3 separate regions of the Mus musculus genome follow, and all the other regions are linked to region 2. Evidence: chromatin contacts called from public Hi-C and capture Hi-C data. All regions are on one chromosome and are shown on one strand. The core of a region is the stretch at or near the end of the contact, and the rest is flanking DNA. Distances in the headings are between cores, read along the strand shown. Region 1 has its middle 100 kb from the start of Gcnt1. Region 2 overlaps Prune2 (prune homolog 2). Region 3 has its middle 79 kb from the start of Gcnt1.

The links. Hi-C and Micro-C count contacts between places; a contact is called where the count stands out from the background. Capture Hi-C pulls out chosen DNA fragments and counts their contacts.
Region 1: a contact with region 2 is called in a capture Hi-C map of bone marrow-derived macrophages, with 4 times the contacts expected there. A contact is called at or near these places in 18 of 484 Hi-C or Micro-C datasets (B cells, CD4 T cells, CD8 T cells and 12 more), 7 of 130 datasets of targeted methods (CD8 T cells, Th17 cells, bone marrow-derived dendritic cells and 4 more) and 1 of 9 other capture datasets (bone marrow-derived macrophages).
Region 3: a Hi-C map of granulocyte-monocyte progenitors shows a contact between it and region 2, with 2.8 times the contacts expected there. A contact is called at or near these places in 1 of 39 promoter capture datasets (the 3T3-L1 cell line), 19 of 484 Hi-C or Micro-C datasets (CD8 T cells, the HPC-5 cell line, Th1 cells and 13 more), 9 of 130 datasets of targeted methods (CD8 T cells, Th17 cells, bone marrow-derived dendritic cells and 5 more) and 1 of 9 other capture datasets (bone marrow-derived macrophages).

Annotation. Positions count from the first base shown.
Region 1 is chr19:17,251,677-17,256,111 of GRCm38.p6, reverse strand. No RefSeq gene overlaps it. Among named protein-coding and RNA genes, the nearest start is that of Gcnt1, 100 kb to the left of the region's middle.
Region 2 is chr19:17,164,305-17,168,521 of GRCm38.p6, reverse strand. Prune2 (prune homolog 2) reads right to left here. Exons shown (of 20, transcript NM_181348.4): 10 at 180-259. Among named protein-coding and RNA genes, the nearest start is that of Gcnt1, 190 kb to the left of the region's middle.
Region 3 is chr19:17,275,907-17,280,256 of GRCm38.p6, reverse strand. No RefSeq gene overlaps it. Among named protein-coding and RNA genes, the nearest start is that of Gcnt1, 79 kb to the left of the region's middle.

The sequences.
Region 1 (4,435 bases), core at 1,797-4,296, 87 kb before region 2:
GGTGGGAGGTACTGAAGCTGCTATGTGGGGGTTGGAAATTATTAAACGGAGCTGAAACTCTCTGTATCAGGGCATCGTGGTTGCAAAATAACATGATTGACTAAAAGAAACAAAATCAGAAAAGTAGGGAAAGAAAGAGCATGGTGTAGCTCAGAAGATTCCAGAGAAGTCAGAGATTTAGACTAGAATGGGGGAGGTGGCAGAAGGCAGAGCCTGAAGCAAGGATTTCACATCAGTCCTGACCTCCTGGAAGCTCTTTCTTCTGTACTGAGTTGTTTAGCCCTGTCTTTGAAGTTCATGAGCAATTCAGACTGGATGAACTCAGTTACAAGTCTGCCCCTTCACGGTATAGGAATCGAAAGAGTAAGTACTTTGGGTAAGGATTCTCCATGCCTCAGTGAACTTCCTTAGTTGGACACGTGCTGTGTAGGCTGAATTAGGCTACCCTGTCGCCATGGCAGCCTATGGCCATATCACCCCAAATGTGCTTGGTTTTGTATGTTCTCAGAACAATCAGCTCTTATGGAGAGAAATGTCTGGCTTCATGACAACTGGTTAAAAGGCTACTGGTCAGCTGCTAAGGGTTTTTTTTTAACCTTGGCACAATAGGTATTTTGGGTAGGATAGTTCTTTGTGGCTTACTTTGGGTATTATAGAGTGTTTAGTAATACCCTGTCTTCTATCAAACACATATAGAGAAAAGGATAATTGTACCTCAGTTTCCAAGGCAGCTTAGAGAGTAACTGATCAATTAGCTTCCTTGCCTTGGAGAAGCAATTTCTCTCAGAATCCCAAGACTTTTCAAAATTTTAGGTAAGGAAAGAGTGGAGGTGCTGGAGTCTATGGAGAAGAGGAAACGAGAGATGGTTGTCTAGAGAGGGGAACAGGCAAAGGAAGAGAAAATGTCACAGATGAAGGGTGACATGTGGCTCTATGTGCTCGTGACCCCAGGCTGTAGCTCCCACTCAGATCTGAGGTCTATGAAGAAAATGAGCCACTTCTCTGTGCCAATACCCGAAGCCAGACTTTGGGTAATAACTTGCCCTTTAAAACAACAACTCTCCTGTCCTTCTTACCAAGCTCTATGTGCCTCGAGCTGTCAGAGAACTCCACATATGTTCTCACCGCTTTCTCTCTGAAAGCCAATAAAGGAAGGTGATGATATTAGCCCTAACTTGGAGATTAAGATATTGAGGGTCACAGAGAAGTTAAATTCCTTCAGGTGCACACACAAGATTTGGGTGAGTTGTCTGCCTGTCTGTTTGTTTGTTTGTTTGTTTATTTGTTTGGCGTAGTTTTAATTGAGGAGCTGGGGATGCAACCCAGAGTCTGACACAGGCTAACATGTGCTCACTGTGGAATGGTGCCTCTGACTCCAGAAGGATCTGAGTGAGGCTGACTGACCGACCTCTGAGCATAAGGGAGGAATGTTCCAGGCTAGTTGGTCTTAAATCCAGGTCCTGAAGACACGGAGCACAGACTTCTTCCTGTGCTCCATTTAGATTAGAATGGGTGAGGTGATGGTCGCCATCTCCTGTTGCCACCCAGGCACAGGTGGATCTCTGGGCCTCCAGCTTTGGAAGCAGGGCTGCCCTTGAGCCCAATGCTGGTCTGCTTTGGAAAGGCAGCAGTCTCCTGTGATCCGGTCCCACTCTCCAGCTGGTGCATTGGCTTGCCTATTCATCTCCTCTCTCCCTTGGCCTGCAGGTCACCAGGCTACTCGATAGCACCTTGGCCAGAGACTCAATGGCTAAGGAAAGGAGAAGGAAAACTTAGCTCAACTTTTGTTACCCGAGGCGGCAGCTGAAACCAATGCCCACAAAGGGAGTTTTGTGTTTCCCATGAATTTAAAATGTTCCTGTCACTCGTGCTACCAAATGTCCTAAGCTGGTGATTAGGGGAAGAATGTCAGCATTGTGCAAGCAGAGATGTATGGGGAAAAGATCATAGAACATATTTAGTACGTTAAAACATTAACATCAAGGATTGCAAGGAGAGAGCACTTTTCATCTTTGCTCCTGACTTGATTGGCAGGTAAAGGAGATGTATGGGAAAAAGAGAGTGATGGAAAGGCTGCAGATCTTCAAGGGTCTGAGAAAGAACTTCACAGCCTCTGTGTAGTTTCTTTTCCCTTGAGCCCATACTGTCTTTGTTTTGCTCTTTCCAGTTTGCCTCCAGTTTGCCCCAGGTGCATAAGAAATTCTTCTTCAAATTGAGATGCTGAGGGCGACCCCATAGGAAGACTAGCAGTCTCAACTAACCTGGACCCCTGAGATCTCTCAGACACTGAGTGACCAACCAGGCAGCATACAACCAGCTGATATGAGGCCCCCAACACATATACAGCAGAGGACTGCCGGGTCTGGCCTCAGTGGGAGAAGAAGCACCTAACCCCTGGAGAGGCTTGAGGCCCCGCGGAGTGAAGAGGTCTGGTGGGGTGGGGGTGGGGGGCTGGGGACATCCCCTTGGAGATGGGAGAGGAGATATGGGATGAGAAACAGTCAGAGGGTGGACTGGGAGGAGGGGTAATAATGTAATGACTGTAAAAAGTTTAATAATAATAATAATAATAATAATAATAATAATAATAATAATAATGAGATGCCCTTATGCCACAAAGGTACAGGCAGATTAAAAGCAACTGTTGAGGGAACACTGGATCCTCGAAGGCTTGGTTACTGGGGTGCTTTTGATAAGTTAAAAAGAAACTTATTCCCTAAAAGAGAAAACAGGTGTCTTTTAAAACTTTTCTCATTTTTTTCCTGTTTTTCTTTTTTCTTATTCTTTTCCTTTTTAAATTTACTGCCTTACAGAACTTGGAGCACTTCTACTGTTTTACTGGTGGTCTCTGTTTAGACCAGATATTTCTAGATTCTTGGGGTCCCATTCAAAGAACTGAAGAAACACACAAAAAGTGTGTGTGCACAATAGCAAGGGTTTTTATTTGGAAGCAAACAAGAACCTAGGCAAGATTCTCTGCAAGAAAGCACCAAGACTTCCTCAGGAGCTCTGGATCCTGGCCAGAGCTTCCTCTTTGTGGGTCCAGGCGTTGCTTGCTAGGCACTGAATATGCGTGGTCTTCTGTCTTGATTGACAGGCTTCAGTTATGGTGACCTTTGTTCACTGAAACGGTCTTTCCTCCATGATGCATCTTATTTTAATAATATTCTTGCACAACCATGCATAGGAAAATGCTGCTAGAGTTCTTTCCCAGGGAGAAACACAAATGACATAAATCCCTCCTTGTAAGGTCCTAGTGACAGAGGTACAATTTTTCCAAAGTTTGCTCTGTGAGTTAACTGCGGGGGGAGGTGAGTGTTCTTCCCTGCCACAGGAAAGACATGGAAAGCTTTTATCCTGCAGGAATGAGGGCTTCCCTGGAGCCACATAGACAGAGTCCTCTAACCCCCACTATCCCATTCCCTGACTGTATACTCTACAGTCCCTTCCAGAAGCCACAAGCAATTAAGGTGGAATTGTGTACAATAGGTGGTTGGGAGCAGTTAGATACTCAGATGAGGGTCTGGTGACCCTCCCCACCCCTCCATGAGAGGGTGTAAATGGCTAACTCCGGCTAGGATTATCCTTTGACAAGAGGGCAGAGCTGAGCTCTCCAAGGTGACAGTTGCTTGGCTCTTGGGGTAGTCACTGACAATAGCATAGCAATGATAATTCGATTTTCCCTAAAAGTTCATTCACAAGACATAGTTTTCTTTACTGTGCATGTGTCCAAAACTAGCCCAGGCTAGAGTAACCTACGCACCCTATTCCAGGATGCTTCAGGAAGTGTTTGGCTATAAAAAGGGGAGTTTTTGGGTGTCAGCAAGCACTATAGGTCAAAGTGTCCTGAGTGCTTTGTTTTGGTCTCTCTGTGTGTGTATGTGTGTGTGTGTGTGTGTGTGTGTGTGTGTGTGTGTGTGTGTGTGCTGCTTGACACACGTGGGGGTTTTAAATTGCTAAGTGCATTGTTGGTAAAGATGTGTGTATGTAGCTCAAGTTAAGAGGGGCCCTCAATTGCTAAGCTTTCCCCACACTTGTCTGTCCCATTACTGTGAAAGCAAGACTGACTGTCCCCAGGCCTGGGGGTGTAACTTGGTTAACAGTTTGCTTGCCAGGCACACACAAAGCCCTGCCTTCAGTCCTCCATATTGCATATACAGATGTGGTGTTGCATGCCGGTGATCCCAGCATCCAGAGGCGGAGGCAGGAGAATCAGAAGCTCACGGTGATCCAGGACTACAAAGCAGGTTTGAGATCCACCTGGGATCTGCAAGCTTTTATCTCAAAACACCAAATCTTCCTGGCTTGTAACCCAGAAGAGCAACGAAAGGGCTTCCAAGCTGAGGGTGAATTTCGCCTTAGTCGAGGGGTGATTCTATTTCATTTCTGAGATTGAAAGTGAAAGGAGACATGAGAGTTCTGAATTTCTTTTCTC
Region 2 (4,217 bases), core at 777-3,276:
TTTAAGTCAGCTCTTAAATTAACCAACCCAGGCCTGACACCTTTCTCTCACACATTTTCTCCCTCTCTTTACTTTTGTCACTGACATCACAAGCAGATGCACGGGATGTGGTCCTCTCACTGAATAATAATGTCTGCGCGGAGCAGGCCATGAGTAAAATGAGCAGACGTTTCTCTCACCGGGCCTCATGTCTGCGGCACTGGGACTCAGCACTCCCTCCTCGAAGTGGATATCCATTCCTTCATCCTCTGACGGGGGTCTGAAAAGAAGCAAGAAGAAGAGCATTAAACACACATGCACACCCTCTATACACACACACACACACCACACACACACACACACACACACACACACACACACACACACATCACAGGTGCGCATGCGCGCACATGTTTTATCATCTTTAAAACGAATAAACAGAGAATAGAGGATAAACATTTCAACTGATTTGAAATAAGGCAAGTATGTGAGCGGAGCCCATTGTTACATGGCCCCAAATGCAGTGAGTCACTGTGAATGAGAACCACAAATGTCAATTTCATTGACACCCTGAACAGCAGTTTGGCTGTGTACAATGGCCACTTGTCTCATCTCTCACAAGCAAATACAAACCCGGTAAGACTTCAGAAAGAGAAAGTGCAAAGAGCTAACTCATCGCAATGGACATAAAGCATGCATTTTTTTTCAACATGAAATGCAACAGGTGTGCTTTAGAGTAGACAGATCCGAGTATTGGCCCGTTCTCTTCCTATAAACATGGGCCTAATACCTCAGTCACATGGGCCAAGGTCGTGGTACTCCACCAGCCTTACCTTTTAAACTTATAAATTAGGGATGTACAACCTATCTTGCTCAGTTATTGAAAGGCGAAGCAATGAGAAGTAAAGGCCTCACATCCCTGAGAAGTCAGAACTGACAGTCTTTCCCTCCCTGCTGTTGAATATTTGAAGGTTCTTTGTCGCTATGTGTTAGTGAAAATGATCCTCCTGTCTCTGCTCAGAGCTGAGCCCAGCCCCTGTGTCACCTTCCTCTGCAAAAGAAAACTGGGAAAACAGAGAACTGGACAAATGTGTATGTTCTTCTAGGAAGCTGGTGGTTGTAAACCATGAATTTCCCTTCATTTTTATTCTCTGGACGTTGTTCAGTAAATGTTCACTTATCATGGTCTTATATCTCTCTTATTGGCTTCCATGACATTTTAATCCCTTATGGTAAATCTTCAGACGTAGGCATGAATCCAAGTTGACATAGGTCACCTTTTTATTCTACTTCTAAAATTAGGTCTCATCCCTTATCAATGAGCCTTTTCTCCATGCCAGTCTGGACCTACCAAACACTGAGAGTTTCATCAATTTCTGAAGGAGTCAGGCTAAGTCCACTGGTCATTGACAAATCACTGAGGTGACAAAAAAAAAGGTTCTCAGCCTCTGGTAATAGGGAGACTAGCTCTGTTTATTGAACAAATATGCACTGACGGTCTACTATGCGCTGAGACTAGAGTAGACCAGAACCCTTAACCTCTTCCTTGTGGAGATAGAAGGATGGAGTCGAACCAATGCACAGTGCTCCATATAGCTCTACAGTGGCCGATGTCTTCCCCAGCATCTCCATAGACCCTTCTAAAACACAGCACCAGCAAGTTTTAAACATACCCAAAGGCCCAAATGTAAAGGTCTGGTTTCCAGGCTATAGCACTCCTAGAAGGTGTAGAATCTATAGGAGGACAGGCCTACTAGCAAGAAGGTACGTCATTGGGAATAACATTGAAGAAATATTGGGACACTGCCTCAGGTCTCTGTTTCCTGGCTGTGATAGCTATGCTCTGTAACTCACTGCTGCCGTGATATTCCACCTCACCATAGGCTCAAATGCAGCATGACCCAACTATCATAGACTGAAACTTCTGACACGACAGTCAGTCAAATATAATTCCTTCCTCTTTTTAAGTTGATCATTCAACTGTCTTGTCAGCAACGGGAAGCTGACTAACATAGGGAGTGTCTCTTTACAAAATCTGTGGCTTTGAGTCGATGTGTTCCCTAAAACTGATGCTGCACCAGAGCTGAGGGACAGTGGGCAAAGCTGGGAGATACCGTTCTGTAGCAGAGTGCCTGTCTGGTATGTGAAAGGCCCTACATTCACTCTCTAGTTACACGTGAACACGTGCAGGCCAGGGGAGGGCACTCAGTGTCCTGCTCTGTTGGTCTCTTCCTTGTTCCTCTGAGATAGGGCTTCTCAGTGAACCTGGAGCTCATGAATGGCAATGAGTCTGGCAGCTGTGCAATCCTTCTGTCTTTACTCTGGGGGTGTGAGTGATAGCCCAGGTTTTTATGCAGGTACTGGAATGCAAACTCTAGTTTCCCTGCTTAACCAGCAAGCCCTCGGCCTGGCCTCCAGGCCCTGGTTTTGAAAATCCTCAGAGGCACAGATTCCTGATTTCTCAGGATAGTATAGTTTGTTCTATAACACACCCACACACTCATACACACACACACACACACACACACACACACACACACACACACACACACACACACACACACACATACACACACACTGTTGTCTCAATCCATCCGTGTGATTCTCCTTAGCATTAAATCTAGCTACCTGTCTTGTAGAAAAAGGCTGCTAAGAGCAGTTACAGTCAAAACTGAGATTAATCTGGGTGTGGTGGCACATGACTGTTATCTCGGCACTTGGGAGGTGGAGACAAGAGGACCAGTGCCAACTTCAGCTACATAAGGAGACTGGGACCAGGGCAGGTACATGAGACTATTTCTCAAGAACAAAAGAACAAAATTAAAACAAAGCAACTAAATTAAATCACTTCCTGTGTGCTACAACACATATCATTTCATCTTATCATTCTGTTTCCTCACCAGTAAGAGGAGAATGTGTCAATTCTTCAATATGCGTGATGACAGAAGCCACCACACCTATCATCAATGTACCAAATTTTGCTCTCCAACCTAAGCGTTTTCTCTATGTGAAGCCATCAAATCTATCTTAATCGCTGTTATATCTGCAGTACCCAGGAGGGTAAACACCTAGTAAATATTACACAGAAGACCCTGAACACATACACACAGTTTCTCTAGCCTTCGGTCCAAGAGTCAATCTTCAAATCAATGAATAAAGAGCCCCCAGATTCCTCCTGACCATCACACTGAGCTCACAACAGATGTCAGAAAGTCCACTTGACAGTGAACATGAATGTGCAGGCCCCCAACTCAAAACAGGTACGGGAGGGCTTTAAATGTGACAGAGTATCCACCTAAATTTTGTGGGGTTTATGAGTTCTGTGATTCACCAGTAAGACAATGAAGTAACTGCAGAAGTTCTGAATATGAGGTCAGGGTTGTGAGTTGTGGTTCCCTTAACCATTGATGGGCTGGTTGACTGAGAAAATGGGCTTCCAGTTTTAAGAGTTTTAAAGAGAGATGATAAATATTCAACATCCCAGGCTATGGGGAATAAACCCAACACAAACAAGACCTCCTAGAAAGAATAAAGCACAATGCACATGGACCTTCCTGTAAACAATAAAGCATTGTCTGAGTTTCAAGTGTCCTTACAGTTAAGAAATAACTGGGGGTAGCCACTAGAAAGTCGTAGATGCTAGGAAGGCAAGAGGCTCCCAGGACCCAACAGGGGTGACATTAGCTGGAATACCCAACAAAGGGGAGAGAGAACCTGTAGAGACCGTATCCATACATTAGACATGGCCCCCCATTGAGGGATGGGGCCACCCACCCATCTCCAAAATATTAACATAGAATTGTTCCTGTCTAAAGGAAATGTAGGGACAAAGAGTGGAGTAGAGACTGAAGAAAAGGCCATCCAGAGACTGCCTCACCTAGGGATCCATCCCATATACAGACACCAAACACAGACACTATTGCTGATGACAAGAAGCGCTTGCTGACAGGAGCCTGGTATGGCTGTCCCCTGAGAGGCTCTGCCAGAGCCTGACCAACACTGATGTGGATACTCACAGCCAACCATCAGACTGAGCACTGGGACCCCAGTGGAGGAGTTAGAGGAAGGACTGAAGGAGTTGAAGGGGTTTGCAACCCCATAAGAAGAACAACAATATCAACTAACTGAACAACCCAGAGCTCCCAGGGACTAAACCACCAACCAAAGAGTACACATGGAGGGACCCATTGCTCCAGCTGCTTATGTAGCAGAGGATTGCATTATCTGACATCAATAGG
Region 3 (4,350 bases), core at 442-2,941, 110 kb before region 2:
TGTAGCGCACTACCAATGTATTTTAAGATACATTGAATGATACTATATATCACATTAAGAGATTATGAGATACATAGTGGTTGAGAGATGGCTTAGTGGTTAAGATCACTTGCTGTTCTTCAGAGAACCTAGGTTCAACTCACAGCACCCAGATGGCAGTTCATTATTATCTATAACTCCACTTCCAGGGCATCTAATGACCTCTTCTAACTCCTGTGAGCACTAGGTATTCATGTGATACGCATACACACAGGCAAAACAGTACAAAGAAACTAAAAATAATTTTTTAAAAAATACATATATAGCAATTATTTTGCTGTCTCTCTATAATCATGACAAGCTAAATGAAACTTGGGTAATTTTATAAGAAATAACAATGATTATTTTGGATCAAAATAGGAGTGACTATAGACAAGATTTATCTAGATGGTGTGAGGGACATGGAAGGCAGCCTTGTGATGGAAAAAGTGGCTGGAGAGTAAGGCACATTAGGCTCTGTGACTCCTCCAAGAGTCCTGATCTGCAGCACATGGCATTAGATCTAAGATGGTTCCTGGCACTCTAGTGAGACAGCAAAAATGAACCAAGGATAGGGCAGCGACCGCTTCCCTGATCCTCATAGAAGTCCTCACAGGTGAGGATGCTCCCCCATACCTTATGAGTTGTCTCATTAGGCAGGGCTTTCATTGGATGGCGAGATACAATTGGCCAAGGGTTTGGAGGCTTGGGATTGGCTCATACGATTGGCCAAGGATTTAGGGGCTTCAGATTGATTCAAATTCTGTATATATGCTTATGGACTGAGCAAGAAACTCAGATCATCTACATTCTAATGCTGGTCTCTGGAGTCAGATTTCCCAGGATTCGTCATGTGACTCCATCACCTCTTACCTCATACTTCCATCCTTGGTCCTCCCACAAGATGGAAAGTCAAAGTTTATCATTATCAAATTCTAGTCTCATTTGCTTTCAAAACAGAATCCTGCTATGTGCACAAGTTGGCCTCAAACTTGCCACAGCTTTCTAAGTGCTAGCTATATGTGCATATGCCACCACTCCTGGTTTATAGCTAATTGATTTTAAACATTAGCTTTACAATCTGAGGCTGGGAGGGCTTCAACTTCAAAATGGTCACTGAAGATGCTGTTCAATGTACAATGGCCTTTGACTTAGTGTACCAGAGTCCAAGACCAGAGCCAGGTGTGTGTGTGTGTGTGTGTGTGTGTGTGTGTGTGTGTGTGTGTGTGTGTATGTGTGTGTGTTCTAACAGACCATGATCCTTCACCCACTTCAGAAGAAATTTTGGTGAAGTCAAGGAATTTAATTTAACCCAGCTATGCTGGGAAAGGAAATAGAGACCAATATCTTCCGTTCTGTCCTTGAGGTGCTGGTAACGGTGCTTGCATCATATAGGGGAAGAAGGAAAGCTAGGTGCTGGCTGGAAGCATGTGTGGTCTAATAGTCTTTGTAGGACTATCTCTCATCTTTCTCTCTGTCCACCATGTTCAATTTAGTGCTGTTTGTAGGTTAGTTTTGATAACTGCTAGAAGACACTTCTTGATCAGATCTGTTGTTTCTGAGGTCCCAGGTGTGCATGCAAGAGAGAATGACTCAGAGGGTGAGCATGCCTGGAAGGGAAAAGAACACTATTACAGCAATGACTTGTTCCTCTTTGAGGTTTAAGGCATTGACTAGAAACATCTAGCCTTTGTTTGGGTGGTTTACAACCGGACGTTAGGCAAGATGGAAGCTGGTGACCTGTTGCTTATGACTTCAGCCTTGAAGGAAGAGGATTATCAGTTCCAGGTGAACACTCAGACATAGTAAACTCCTGATGTGCAGAGCTGAACAGTAATTTGGTTTTGTTTACTAATTTTTTTTTCCTTGATAGTGTCTTCTGTAGCTCAGGCTGGTCTCGGGTTCATGCGGCAAAGGCTGACTTTGAACTTCCGGTCCTCCAGCTTTTACTTCCGGGATCCCTGGAATGCTAGGTATGAACCACCATGCTAAGCTTATGCAGGGCTGGGAAAGGAATGGAAAGTTTTCTGTACACTGGGCACGCACTTGACTAACTGAGCTATAGCCCAGCCTGTGTCCCAAGGTTTAAGGTAGCACATCCTGCAGGCCTTTTAGGAAAAGCAGCTTCAAACCCTCTGATATAGCCCGATAAACATAGTATAAACTAAACATGTCCTAAGCGTGAAAACACCTTGGATACATCTAATATGCTGGCCATGGTATAGGCAGTTTCCTCTCCTGGCTGACTGCTACTGCTCAGCATCACTTGAGAATATTGTCACACATATTGCTAGTTAGCTTGAGAACAGGTTAAAACTCCAAATCTGTTGTTAAATAGGGAACCGTGTGATGTGTGGCAGGCGGCTCATGTCTGTGGTCTCAGTTACTCAGAAGGCTGTGGTGGGAGAATCATTCGAACCCAGGAGTTGAGGCCTAATTGTGCCAGCATCCTTAGAGCCTATCGGAAAGAAAAAAAAAAAAAAAAAAAAAAAAAAAAAAAGAAAGGAAAGGAAAGGAGAGGAAAGGAGAGGAAAGGAGAGGAAAGGAGAGGAAAGGGGAGGAAAGGGGAGGACAGGGGAGGGGAGGGGAGGGGAGGACAGGGGAGGACAGGGGAGGACAGGGGAGGGGAGGACAGGGGAGGGGAGGACAGGGGAGGGGAGGACAGGGGAGGGGAGGGGAGGGGAGGGGAAGAGAGGAGAGGAGAGGAGAGGAGAGGAGAGGAGAGGAGAGGAGAGGAGAGGAGAGGAGAGGAGAGGAGAGGAGAGGAGAGGAGAGGAGAGGAGAGGAGAGGAGAGGAGAGGAGAGGAGAGGAGAGGAGAGGGGAGGAAGTAATGATGATGAGATGTATTCCAACACTCCAATTTTGCTCTGAATTTTCAACCCTGGCCTCCTTAGGCACAAAGCATGCATGTATCACACACACACACACACACACACACACACACACACACACACACACACACACACACACATACACACACACACACACACATACAGACAAAATGCACAAACATAAAATGAAAATAAATAAGTCATTAAAAGAGAGAGAGGGAAAACAAAACTAAAAAATATTGGGGTTCATCTGTACAACAGATCATGTGGGGATAGTTCCCGTTCCCATTGCCAATCAGAGCTCACTTGTGACCCAAGACATTCACACTGTAAGCTAGAAAAATCTATCAGACTGAAGCTTTTGTGTTCACTTTTAAAACGTCTTAAAGATGCTTCTAATTCAAATCTAAGACTCCCTTTTATAGCTGCTTGGGGCTCCTTAGACTCAAAGAGTGAGATTACAGTTTGTCCTGAATTCACGCCTTTGCTTTTCTTTGGTTTGCACTGAATGAAACTCTGACTTTCTTCAAGCAAAGCAATAGGCTCTGATATGGAATTATAGCTTAACATTTTTAACAAGGAGTTTAGGCTTTTCTTCACAAAAAGTTGCTGTTGGTAAGTTAGCAGCTGTTGCCACAAGCCGAGACTGCCTTCAAGAACTAGCATTTCCTCTAATTTTGCTATGAATTTTCAACCCTTGGCTATTAATCACCTGACCATTATTCTGATCACTAGCCTGGTGCATTGGAGTCTCCCGAGAACTTCAAGAGCCACTAGCCTGTCAAATGACTAACTCCAGGATCATGTAAATCAAGAAAGCAGCATGGGTTATGCGGTTGATAGGTGGCCTCAGATCTCTGCCTTTCAGAGTGCCTGTTGATAGTTACATCTATCTGACAGTTGCTTTGGACAGTAATGCTATGCTATAGAGTTTCACTCTTAGCTTGTTGAAAGGATGAGTCTCAGCAGGAACTTGATATAGCAGAATTGAGATAGAGAATGTCTAAAACATTGAGAATCAAGCAAAACCAGCTATACCTTTAAGGGATCTTGGCCTTGCCTAAGCTGCAAATAAATGAAAGTGTCATTATTTCTATCAAGTGATTGCCTCAGCCAATCATAAGCCACCAACTAATGATGATGAAATGTATTCTAACACAGAATGTTAGAATGCCCAAGATACAATTTGCAAAACACATGAAAATCAAGAAGAAGGAAGTCCAAAGTGTGGACACTTCGTTCCTTCTTAGAATGGGGAACAAAATACCCATGGGAGGAGTTACAGAGAAAAAGTTCAGAGCAGAGCCTGAAGGAATGACCAACCAGAGACTGCCCTACTTGGGGATCCAGCCCATAAACAACCACCAAACCCAGACACTAGGCAGATGCCCACAAAAGCCTGCTGATAGGAGCCTGAAATAGCTGTCTCCTGAAAGGCTCTGCCAGTGCCTGGCAAATACAGAAGTGGATGCTCACAGTCATCCATTGGACAGAGTACAA